Regions from separate parts of the Rattus norvegicus genome. Here region 1 is linked to region 2. Evidence: chromatin contacts called from public Hi-C data. All regions are on one chromosome and are shown on one strand. Each heading gives the region's core, a stretch centred on a gene start, on an enhancer-like site or on the middle of the called end of the contact. The rest is flanking DNA. Distances are from core to core; before and after follow the strand shown. Region 1 has its middle 35 kb from the start of Zcchc14. Region 2 holds the start of Zcchc14 (zinc finger CCHC-type containing 14).

Evidence for each region. A called contact is a pair of places that touch in the nucleus more often than the background predicts.
Region 1: a contact with region 2 is called in a Hi-C map of liver, with 1.9 times the contacts expected there. The contact joins the enhancer-like site here to the promoter of Zcchc14 in region 2. A contact is called at or near these places in 3 of 12 Hi-C or Micro-C datasets (hepatocytes and liver).

What each region holds. Positions count from the first base shown.
Region 1 is chr19:66,659,187-66,664,936 of GRCr8, forward strand. No RefSeq gene overlaps it. Among named protein-coding and RNA genes, the nearest start is that of Zcchc14, 35 kb to the left of the region's middle. Within about 2 kb of position 2,170, at least 28 of the 93 cell types and tissues checked have an H3K27ac peak or open chromatin away from gene starts, as enhancers often do. A contact at or near this core is called in liver, where this site is marked.
Region 2 is chr19:66,623,109-66,628,523 of GRCr8, forward strand. It overlaps Zcchc14 (zinc finger CCHC-type containing 14), which reads right to left and starts at 4,028. Exons shown (of 13, transcript NM_001427306.1): 1 at 2,853-4,028. The coding sequence starts at 3,440.

The DNA.
Region 1 (5,750 bases), core at 920-3,419, 34 kb after region 2:
GCTCCTGATATCTGGGAAAGAACAACTCTCGGGAAAACTCAGGATTCGCTGGGATCCACCAGCCGTGTATACTCCCACGTCAGGGTCATCTCTCTGCCCTCTGGATCCTCTGACTGCTTGGGCTAACAAGGGCACTGTCACCAAGCTGACAGTCAAGTGACGGCAGCAGTGTCCGAGTCCCTTCTCAAGACACCAAAAACCAACCAGCCAAACAAGCAAACAAACAAACAAAACCCTTTAAAGTCGAGAGAGAATGTAGTGTCCAGGCCCACTCTGCTGCTTAAAGAGAGAATCTTCCTCAGCTGTCAGTTATGAGTTGCCTATGACCCTTGACATTTGACCTTCTCAGGGGTCAGGGTTTACGTGGCCACACTCACCTGCCAAAGCAGAGACAGATCTGTTCAGATCAGCGGTGATAGACCTCCCCTAAGTACCTGAGATAAACACAGGGCTTCTTTAAAAAAAATTATTGTTTTTATTTCAAGTGTGTGGGTGTTTTGCCTGAATATATGTCTGCATGCCACATGCATGTCTAGTGCCCACAGAGCCCAGAAGAGGTCATTGGATGTCCTGGGACTGGAGTTACTGACATTTGTGAGTTACCATGTGGTTGCTGGGAATTAAGCCCAGGTCCTCTGGAAGAGCAGTCAGTGCTCTTAACCGCCTAGCCACCTCTCTAATCTCTTGCCTGACTGGCTGCCTGCTTGCCTTTCTTCCTTCCTTCCTCTCTTAGATGGTGTCAAACTGTCTATCAGAGGACATCCTTGAACTTCTGACCCTTCTGCCTTGTCCCCTCCCCCAGTGCTAGGATATGGGGTGTGCCACCACACCCCTGTGGTGCTAGGGGTCGTTGTATGTTGAGCAAGCACTCTACCCAGAGACCCTTTTTATTTCTCTTTCTCCCTTTCTCTGAGCTGCTTCCTCCCTGCACTCTCAGACCCCAGGCACTGGGCGGCTCTGCCCACCTTTCCCTCAAACTGATTCAGCAGTTGCCCTTTGCCACCTGGAGCTTGTGCTGAGCCACAGAAAGGGTCCTCCTTAGATCTGTAGAATACCTGGTCAGCATTTTATTGAGCCTCCAGGTTGAGCTTCTGCACCCCTCACACCGCTCAAGGTGGCCTCCTCTGATCTGTCAGCTGCATCCCTGAAGGCCAACTCTAGCTGCTTCAGGATGAAGAGACCCAGCCAGCAAGGGCAGATCTGGCCTGAGCCAACCAGTTTCCCAGGCCAGGACCTCACTTCCCTTTCCCTGTTGTGGCATTGGCCACTAAGAACCTGCCAGTGGAGCCCACCTCACCCTGACCGAACTAGAAATTATTTATAGAACTGAACTCCACAGAAACCATTGTCTGCTGTTGCCATGGCAACAGAGCTATGAGGAGCCCTAGGCTCCCGGGGACTGGTGGAGGCCTTAATGACGGTGGATTTCTACCCAGGAGGCCTGGGCTCATAGCTACCATCAGAGAGATCTGGGGTGGAGCCCCTCCACACACACCCCCCTCCCGGCATTAAGGGCCTGTCAGGTGTTGGATTTTCTTTAAATCTACTCGTGAAGCCATTTAGAACTGAACTAGGCTAACTAGACACAGGAAAAACAAGGGGCCAATTCAGCCAGGCGCGGTGGCTCGAGCCTGTCATCCCAGCACTCAGAGGGCAGAGGCAGGTGGATCTCTGTCTGTTCCAGTCTAGCCTGGTCTACACAGTGAGTTTCAGGAGAGCAAGAGCTACATAGTGAGATCCTGTCTCAGGGGGGAAAAAAAGAGGCAAATTCACAGTTGTTGGCTTGACAGGGACATTGAAGAGCTACCGTGTCAGCAGAGCCCCCTGTAGCTGCAGCTGCTCAAACAGGAAGGTCAGAAGACGACGTTCCAGACCAGGGTGGGACCAGCATGGTGGACCAAGATGGCTGCCAACTGATCTCTGCTTCCCTAAAGAGTATCTTTACATGATCTGCCTCACACGCTTACCTGCTCCTGTCCCTCATTTGAGGACAGAAAAGACAGTAGCCCCTCCCCAAGTCTAAGTCCTGGACAACCTCCCCTCTGCTAAATGCTATCAGAGGTCCCAGCAATGTGACCTCCCCAGAAGTCACTTCTCAGTCCTGAGCGTGTACCTTTGCTCTGTTTCTGATGGCCATGGAACCTGCCTACAGGAGTCAGAGGTCTCGGGCAGGCTGCCCATCGCTAAGATCCGCCCTACCCCCCGGCAACTGTTGCACTAACAGGACCTGCTGTCTGATGAGAGAGCCCAGATCCGGCTCCTCCCCCTGACAAGACTCCTTAGACAGTGGACCGGGAAGCTGGGGTTTAACCTTCAGATTAGTTCAAATTTGTGGGACCCAGTGACCCAGCCACAAAAAAAGACAGGAGGTCACCCCCACAGTTGTATCACACCCTGCTAACAAGGGTGGCTGGAAACAGAATACTTATAAATGCCATCTTAGAAAGCGGGGGTTCTCTCAGTGAGGGGAAACCCATGGCCTCTGGCATCTGCGTGGCCTTTGTGCTTGTGAGTAGATGTGTGTGTGTGTGTGAGGGAGAAAGCCATAGGACATTTGCTCATGGTTAGGAGCTCCCAGAAGGGTAGGTATGCTGTAAATGTACCCGTGAATGCAGCACCCCAGAACAACACACGACCATCATCTCGGTGCCTCTGAGGGTCCAGTGTTATCCACCTCAGCCACCTCAGCTTGTTGGGGTCTGCTCTTCCAGGAGGCTTGGCTGTCAGAGCATCTGCTTCCTTCCCAGTTCACCAGGACTACTGGCAGAGTTCACTTTCTGCAGCTGTAGGCTGGAGAGCCTGGTTTTATGGCTGGCCGTCACCTAAGACTTCTCAGGTCCCTCGCTACACCCCACTATCTGTTTTAGCCTCCCCTAAAGGCTTCCACCGCTGGGGAGACCCCAGGCTTACAAACACCGACAAGGACAGAGTCACAAGTATGCTGTGTAGTTGGTTGGAAGCAGGTCTCAGGCCTGCTGTCTCATCAGGACAGTGGGACTCACTGTGTGCAGGTCGGCCCAGCATGAGGCCACCACAGTCAATACTGTACCAACATTACGAAGGCCTGAGCTGCAGGAGATTTTCAGTTCCTGCTGTGTTACCCTGCCTCCGCCATCTCTGGACCTCTCAGTACAGCCAAGAAGTACAGAACCAGTGAGCCTTCACAAGCCCAGTTCTGCACACAGCTAATGTTTTCTCTGGGTTCAAAGAGGACTTTAGCTCTGGCTTCACAGAACTGGCACAAGAAGAGTTTTCTAGCTCTGACCAAACGGAGCAAACTGGTAATGGCTGACAGCTGCCTCAGGCCCAGAGTTTTCCCCAGGCATCTTGTGTTCTGAAAGACGCTCAGAGGCTCTTGCCCCAGCTATTCACCCAGAGCATGGAGGCTCAGAGCCCTGTGTGGGGTCAGCTTCAATGGCATACCCTTCCCGCAGCAGTCACTGTCTCACCGGCAGCCAGCTGGGCTCCACTGAATTACAACTTGCCAGCAGACAGATGTGCCCAGACAGGAAATGGCCTTGTGGGACTGGGGCACCGGGCTGGAGCTGAGTCTGGACCATGTGTTTGGTCATTGCTGTTCATGTAGGAAGGCAGGGCCAGACCCTAGACCTTGGAGGACAGATGGTTCTGAAATAGATTGGGGGTGGGGACTCAGGGGTGGGAACATGGCCTGAGATGTGACAGAGAGAAGAAGGGAGCCAGCAAGGACAGGAGGGAAGGACAGTTTCGAACTAAACAAAAGTATGGAACTCTGGGGTAAACCCCTGTGAGATGTACTGCTTGGGATGGGGAATGATTTCTCTTTCAACACATTACACCCATTTACCTATTTTCTGTGGGGATGCACATGCCACAACATACATGCATGTATGTGGGTGTGGACATGCCATGGCATACTGTATGTGTGTGGGTATGCACATGCCATGACACACATGCATGTATGTGGGTATGCACATGCCAGGGCACACATATGTGTGTCTACATGCCATGGCACACATATATGTGTGTGAGTGTCCACATGCCACATTACACATGTATGTGTGTGTGTGTGTGTGTGTGTGTGTGTGCACGTGATACAACACCCATGTATGTGTGTGGGTATACACAAGCCACAGCACACATACATGTATGTGGGCATGCACATGCCAGGGCACACATGTATGTGTCTACATGCCATGACACACATGTATGTGTGTGGGTATCCACATGCCATTGCATATGTGCAGAAGTCAGAGGGCAGCTTTCAGGAGTCGGTTCTCTTACTTCCACGAGGTAGGTCCCACATTCAAACCGAGGCCTTCAGGCTTGGTGGCAAGTGGCCTTACCCTTTGAACCAGCTCGCCTGCCTGAAAGATGCCAGCAAGCTCCCAAAGTACAGATAGTGGAGGGATGAGGTGTGGTGCTCCTCAAGGCCAGCCTGGGCTACATGGGACCCTGTCTCAAAACAAATCAAAAAAGCAGACCATGCAAGGGGTCACACTCCTTTAGTCCCAGTGATAATGACTTAGGGTTTCTGCTGCTCTGAACAGACACCATGACTATGGCAACTCTTATAAGGACAACATTTAATTGGGGCTGGCTTACAGGTTCAGAGGTTCAGTCCATTATCATCAAGGCAGAGAGCATGGCAGCATCCAGGCAGGCATGGTGCTGGAGAAGGAGCAAAGAGTTCTACGTCTTGATTTGTAGGTAACCAGGAGCACCTATCCCGTGGGAGGCTGGAAGGAAGCTCTGCTCCACGATGGGTGGAACCTGAGAATAGGAGGAGACCTCCAAAGCCCACCCCCACAGTGACATACTTCCTCTAACGAGGCCACACCTCCTAACAGTACCACTCCCTATGGGCCAAGCATATTCAAACCACCACCACTAGGTAGGCAGAGGCAGGCTGATCTTTGTGAGTTCCAGGCCAAACCCGGCTACAAAGTGAGACTCTATCTCATAATTAATTAATTAACTAATTAATTACACAATCAATCGACCAATTAATCAAACCCCCCAAACAAACAAAAATAAAACTAATCAAATAATAGATAACTTTGGCATCGTGTTTTTAAAAAAATCCCTTTGATTTATGATTCGGATGTGAGAAATGTCTTCCCAGAAGGCTGGTGGCTTGAATCCTTGGTCCCCAGATGACAGTACTACTTTAGAAGGTTCTGGAAACCTTAGAAGGCGGGGCTTAGCTAGAGGAAGTAAGTCACTGGATGATGCCTTTGGGGTTTATCATGTCCCAGGTCCCTCCGGCTGTTCTTTCTGTTTCTGCCAAGAGGCGAGCATCCTGGCCGCGTACTTCTATCTCCACACGTCTCGCCTCACTTTGGACCAGAATCGTCAAAGTTAGGAGCTCTGAGTCAGAGAGCCCAAGTAAATCCTTCATTCCTAAGTCATTTGTGTCAGGGATCTTGTCACCGTGATGAAGAGCTTACCTATCCCGGGTAACAGAAGGCACAGGCATGGGATAGAAGTCTTCTGATGTCGGTCATGAGGGAGGGGAAGGACCCAGACTGTAAAGAGCCCAACACCCACAGGACACGCAGTGCGGTGGAAAGAGGTGGAGGGCATGATGTGCCCTCCAAGGGGAGGGAACCTGACAGCTGATAACTACTTTGAAAGTACTCTCCTGGGTCCCAGTGTGATTCCTGTCCACACCAAGCAGAGTGGCAAAGAAAACCTAAGACGCCTGGCCACACTGTGAGGCACGGATCGGGGAAAGAAGAAACAGAAGTGTCCTACTCAGTCCGAGGGTC
Region 2 (5,415 bases), core at 2,778-5,277:
GGTGTTTTGAAGGACTAACCAAATGATCTGAAATTCAACATCAACCAATGGTCACACAGCTCTGCACAACACCCCTGACCACCACAATTCAGAGTGAGCCCCCTTCTTCAGCCTCCCGAGTGCTGGAGTTGATTACAAGTTGGTACCTCATAGCCAGTTAAAGGTCTTGATTTAGGGTTGGGGATTTAGCTCAGTGGTAGAGCGCTTGCCTAGGAAGCGCAAGGCCCTGGGTTCGGTCCCCAGCTACAAAAAAAAGAACCAAAAAAAAAAGTTCTTGATTTAACCTGCTTCCAAAACCAAGGCTTTCTATTTAAATAAAACACATACACTGTTCACAGCATCCTGAGACACACCTAAGGGACGGGAAGCATTCAGTAGATCAAGCCCCGCAGCCCCTCATGTTCCCCTGCCAGTAGATACAGCACATGGTTTTCTGAAGTAAGCCATGCATAAACTATGTCCATGGCTGGGCTTGGTGCATAACTAACCTCTCGACTCTCCAGAGGTAGGAGGACAGCAACTCCCAGACCAGGGAGAGCCACACAATAAAACCTTGGTCTTTATTTCATTTATTTATATCCCAAACACTGTCCCCTTACAGAGCCCCTCCCCACACTCCCCAAACCTTGGTCTTTAAAACAAATAAGCCACACTTTTCTTTTAACCTTCGGAGCTCCTCTGAACACCGTGCACTTTAAAATGAAAGGGGATGAGGGCTGAGCGAACTGCAATAACAAGCTCTCCAGAAAACTCCGTCAGGAGAAATAAAAACTGGAATCAGACGCCATCCCAACACCTTCACTTCTGAGAGCCAAGTATCAGTCCTAAGTTCAAGACCAAACAAGTGACACCGCTCAGGAAGCGATGCAAGAGTCACCTTCTTCTGAGGATGCAGAGGCCCAAGTCAGCCCAGTGCTGAGCAGGCTCTCAGCTGGGCATCCGCAAGCACAGCACAAATGAGCCCAAGGTCCAGCCTGGGAGTACAGTCCCTTTAGGAGTGACTTAGAGCCAGGCAAAAGCAAGAGACCTGAGCAAATGGGACCCAGCCTTTATTGCTAAGGCCAAGCAATGTCCCTAACTTTCCAAAGAGGACCCCGACCCTGTCAGGCCCACAGGATTCCTGAAAACTGCAACAGCTGCGACACTCAGGGCAGACAGACATTCAAGCCAGACAATGCACGCCTCTACAAAATGCAGACAGCCAACGTGGCCGGGAAGCACATTGAGAGCACAGCTGCCAGCTGTCCTGTCACCTCTGGAGGACTTCCGCCCAGCCTGCTACAGCACAGGAGACAAAGGCTAGTGACCAGTGCCCAGACCCTCAGGACCAGATTAACTCCATCTCTCAATGGGGAGACTTTCGCCTGAGACAAAGGCTATCTGATACAACTTACTGTGAGGGCTGGCTGTAGTGGGGTGGGGCTCAGTGGCAGAGACCTGCCTGGTATGCACTAGGCTCCATCCCTAGTACTGTGTAGGTGGGAGAGGACCCAAGACATTTGTTCTAGGCACTTCTATTCTGAATTCACTGCCCTGCTAAAAGACACAGACTGACACAGACCCCTGACGTGCATAGCTTCACTCAACACAGTGAGTGGTCTGGCCGCACGGGGTGGGAGATAAGCTCCCGGTCTTGGATGAAACTAACTGCAGCTGATGAGACCACAGACAGGTGACAGGTGAGGAACTGAACTCTCCTTGGCCCTGCCTCTCTTTGCTGACAGCTGTCTGACACACGGGGAAGTGAGGTGGGAGAGTATGTATGTACTGAAAAAGAAGAAGGAGCCAAAGAGCAAACCGCAGTTTCAGAGGCCAATGTCGGTGACAAGATAAGATGCCACAGAAACCCATTCAGGAACCACAGCCGCCTCTTAGAGGAAGACATCAAAAAGGAAAAGCCACAACCCAAGGTTCAAAGAGAGCGAAAGAAAAACGACCAAAGCCTGAGCCTGACTCCCTGACGACCTCACCTTGCTCACCTTGGGCAGGGGAAGCGAAGTAAGAGTTTTAACTTCAAAAAACTCAGACTGCAGAGCATCTGGGCAGGAGGCCCAAACGTGGCCTCCTACAACCAAGGACACGGTGTGGGGCCTCAATGGTCCCTGGCACTGGAGAGCCTTTCTCTCACAACAAACCTGCGTGGCGGGCTCCAGGGCTGCTGACTACTGACGACCTCCAAAGGCCCAAATGCACACCGACTGTACCATCCACAACTATGGGCTGCAACTAAGAGGGCTGGCTACCCAGGAGATGAATTCCATCTTCTCTTCACTGTGTGAAGAGCCTTCAGCTTCCACAGAACCACGTGCTTCGCCAGTCCTCAAACATTTCTGAATGGATGGTCAGGTTGCCCTTCCTGCCCAGCAAGCCGACATCATCCTAAGACCAGATCCCACCTCAGTGAGCTTTGGTTCTCCCCGATGGTGGATCACCAGTGACAGCTACACGCAGACCTGCTGAGGCTGCGAAGCCCCCGTCAGGCTCTCCAGACAGACACGCTTACCAGCCTGCACAACCCTCACGAACACACACGCATTCACTCGAACCTGTACATCCGACCCCTGCCATGCACGCCCGGGGACACCTGTATCAGACAGGCAGGGCCCCCACCTAGGTCCAGGTTCCAGCACCACATCTGCTCAGTGCAAGTCGACAAATTGTTGAATGCACTGTCACCTAAGAGCTGAGCCTGACAGGACAAAGGCCTTATCCTGTCTCCAGCCTGGGCTGGGACACAGAACACACAAAGAGGCCGCGCGCTGACGCCAGCCACCTGGTCCCTAGTGGGTCCTCTTCCAGGCTGGCCAGTAAAGGACCCCAGCCGCGCTGTCTCACCGCGCGCGTGCGCTCACCTTGTGACAGGCCGAGCAGGTGGGCAGCGCGCCGCTGGGCCCGGGCGCGCTCTTGCCACCGCCACCACCGCCGCCGCCGCCGCCACCGCCACCGTTCAGGCTGCTCTGGATCTGCGTGAGCTCCTGGCGCAGCACCTGCTTCTGGTGGAAGCTGAAGGCCGGGTGGTTGGAGGCCATGGTGAAGAGCAGAAGGAACTCATCGCCCGTGCGGCCCTCGTTGAGCTGTAGCCCGTAGTTGTGGATGATGGAGTCGGTGTGCGTGAGCGTGCGGTACAACACGCCCGCAGCCTCGCGCTGCTCCGAGCCCAGCAGCGCCAGCGACACCAACAGCTTGCTGCGCACCACCTCGTCCGTCAGGTTGGTGAGGCTGCCCAGGTCCGCCGGATTGTTGGCCTTAATCTCGGAGTCGCGCAGCGAATGGTAGTCCTTGCGTGCCAAGTCCTCCAGGCACGAGCCGAGGAAGCGCAACTCGAGCGGGATGCACAAGTCCAGCAGGCCGCACAGGAACTCCACGCGCTGCGGTGACGGCAGTTCGGAGAACCAGCGGTACACGCCGTCCCTCTGCAGCGGGCAACGCTTCTCCACCATGCTGCCGCCCGCGCCGCGCCCGCCGCCGGGCCCGGGAGCCGCGCGCGGGCGGCCGGGGGGCGCGCAGAGCCGCGGCCGGGCGCCGGGGCCGGGCGAGGCCGCGCGCGCGCGAACCGGGCGCGGGCGCGGGCCGGGCGCGCGCGGGCCGGGGGAGCCGCCCGCCAGGGGCCCCGCGGCGGCCGGAGCCGGGGCCGCGGCCGGGGCGGCCGGGGACGGCGAGCGGCCTCGGGGCCGCCGCTCACGGGGAGGCGCCCTGCCCGCGCCCGTCCCCAGCGGCGGCCGGTGCGCGGCAGTGGCGGCGGCCGCTCCTCGTCGTCGTCGTCGTCGCCCGGGAGGCGGCCGCCCCCATCTCCCCGCGCGCCGCAGGGTCTGTCAGTGTGGGCCGCCCCCCGACGGAGCCGCCCCGGCCATGCCGCCTCCTGCGCTTGCGCCCAGGCCGGCCGTTACCCGCTGCGAGGCTGGGCGCGGCGCCCGGACGGGCCTGGCGCGGCGGAAGGATCCAGCGGGACCCGCGGACGGATCGCGGCCCGGGCCGTCGGAGCTGAGCAGAGCGCGCTCGCGAGCACGGGCGGCCGCGGCCAGCGGAGTGGGCGGGGTGGCCGCCTCTCGCGACAGCCCGGGCTGGCCGGGCCCGCCCCTCCACGCCGATTGGCCAGGCTGCCTGTCCTGCGTGCCGGCTCGTTTCAGCACCTCCGCAGGATTGGTTAAAGCCTAGGCCCCGCCTCTGAAAGGGACTGTCGATCACGCCGGGTCCGCCTGCACCCGCCCCCTACCGACCGGCGCTAGCGGATTGGTCGGTGGGAATCGGCATGGTGGAAAACCCGGGATGGAATTTTGGGCGCTTTTGTTCCCTCAGATTAGCCCGGAGCCTTGTTTTTTGGGCAAAGCCGGGCGTTGGGCCTCGGTGCTTTATTCACAAATGTGACGGCAAGGAGGCGGCGATGGGCCCAGAAGAACTACTGGCGCCGGACTTCCTTCTGATCTGCCCGAGCCGAGCTGTGTGACCTTGGGCGAGTCGCGATTTCTCTCTGAGTCCCTTTTGCCTCCCGGGAAGATGCGGGTAATAATACCCTCCCGGGGGGTTGCTGCTGGAAGGCAGTGAGCTCACAGTGGGCGAGCACCTGCGTTTTTGAGGCGGCGGGCCCGCCTAAAGGCGAGGATGATGGAAGGAGCAAGCCTTCTCCCCAGTATCTGCTAGCCAGGTCTGTCAGCTCGCCCTGTCAGCGGGCACCTCGGGCCCTGGATCCGAGAAAATGCAAACCCGCGGGCAGAGGCAGGGCTCTAGGACTGCCACCACCCTGGCTTTTGGTTGGCACCGGGATGCAGTTGGGGGAGGGGCAGGCGGGCACCTATCCCCTTCCAATGCTTTGGATACAGGGCCCGCCCGGTACAGACAGAGAAACTGAGGTCCGGAACAAGAAGCCCCACTCCCATTCCTAGATGGCGTCCTCTGACATCCTGTAGGTATAGGCTGACTGTCCCTAGGCATCGAGTGTAGGACACCTGGGCTAAACTGAGCTCCCATACAGAGCCTGCAGCCTGGCCTGTGGAGCCAGTAAATAGATCCTTCCAGTCTGGTCCAAGGTGCTGAAAAATCTCTAGGCAGAACATTCCTGGCCTTGGATTTCCCACCCTGAGCGAACATTGCGGCCAAGAGACCAAGAGACTGTTCCCCTGGTCCTACCCACCTTCTTGGGCACATTTCTCTGGCTACACCAGTGTACTGGGTGGCTTAGAGGGAAAGTTCACCAACCCCAACCCCTTTACCCAGAGCAGGCTACTGAATGAACCATAATTATCTGCAGTTTGGGGGAAACATCCATTCCTAAACCTAAGAGCCAGGAAGCAAGGAGCTGACCTGGAACACAGCACACCCCTACTGCCCGCAGGAGTGCCCTAGAACCCACGGACCCTTGGATTCCTTGCCCAGACTTCAACTGGCTGTGACCTGGGCCATCTTCTCAGCCCTTCCGAG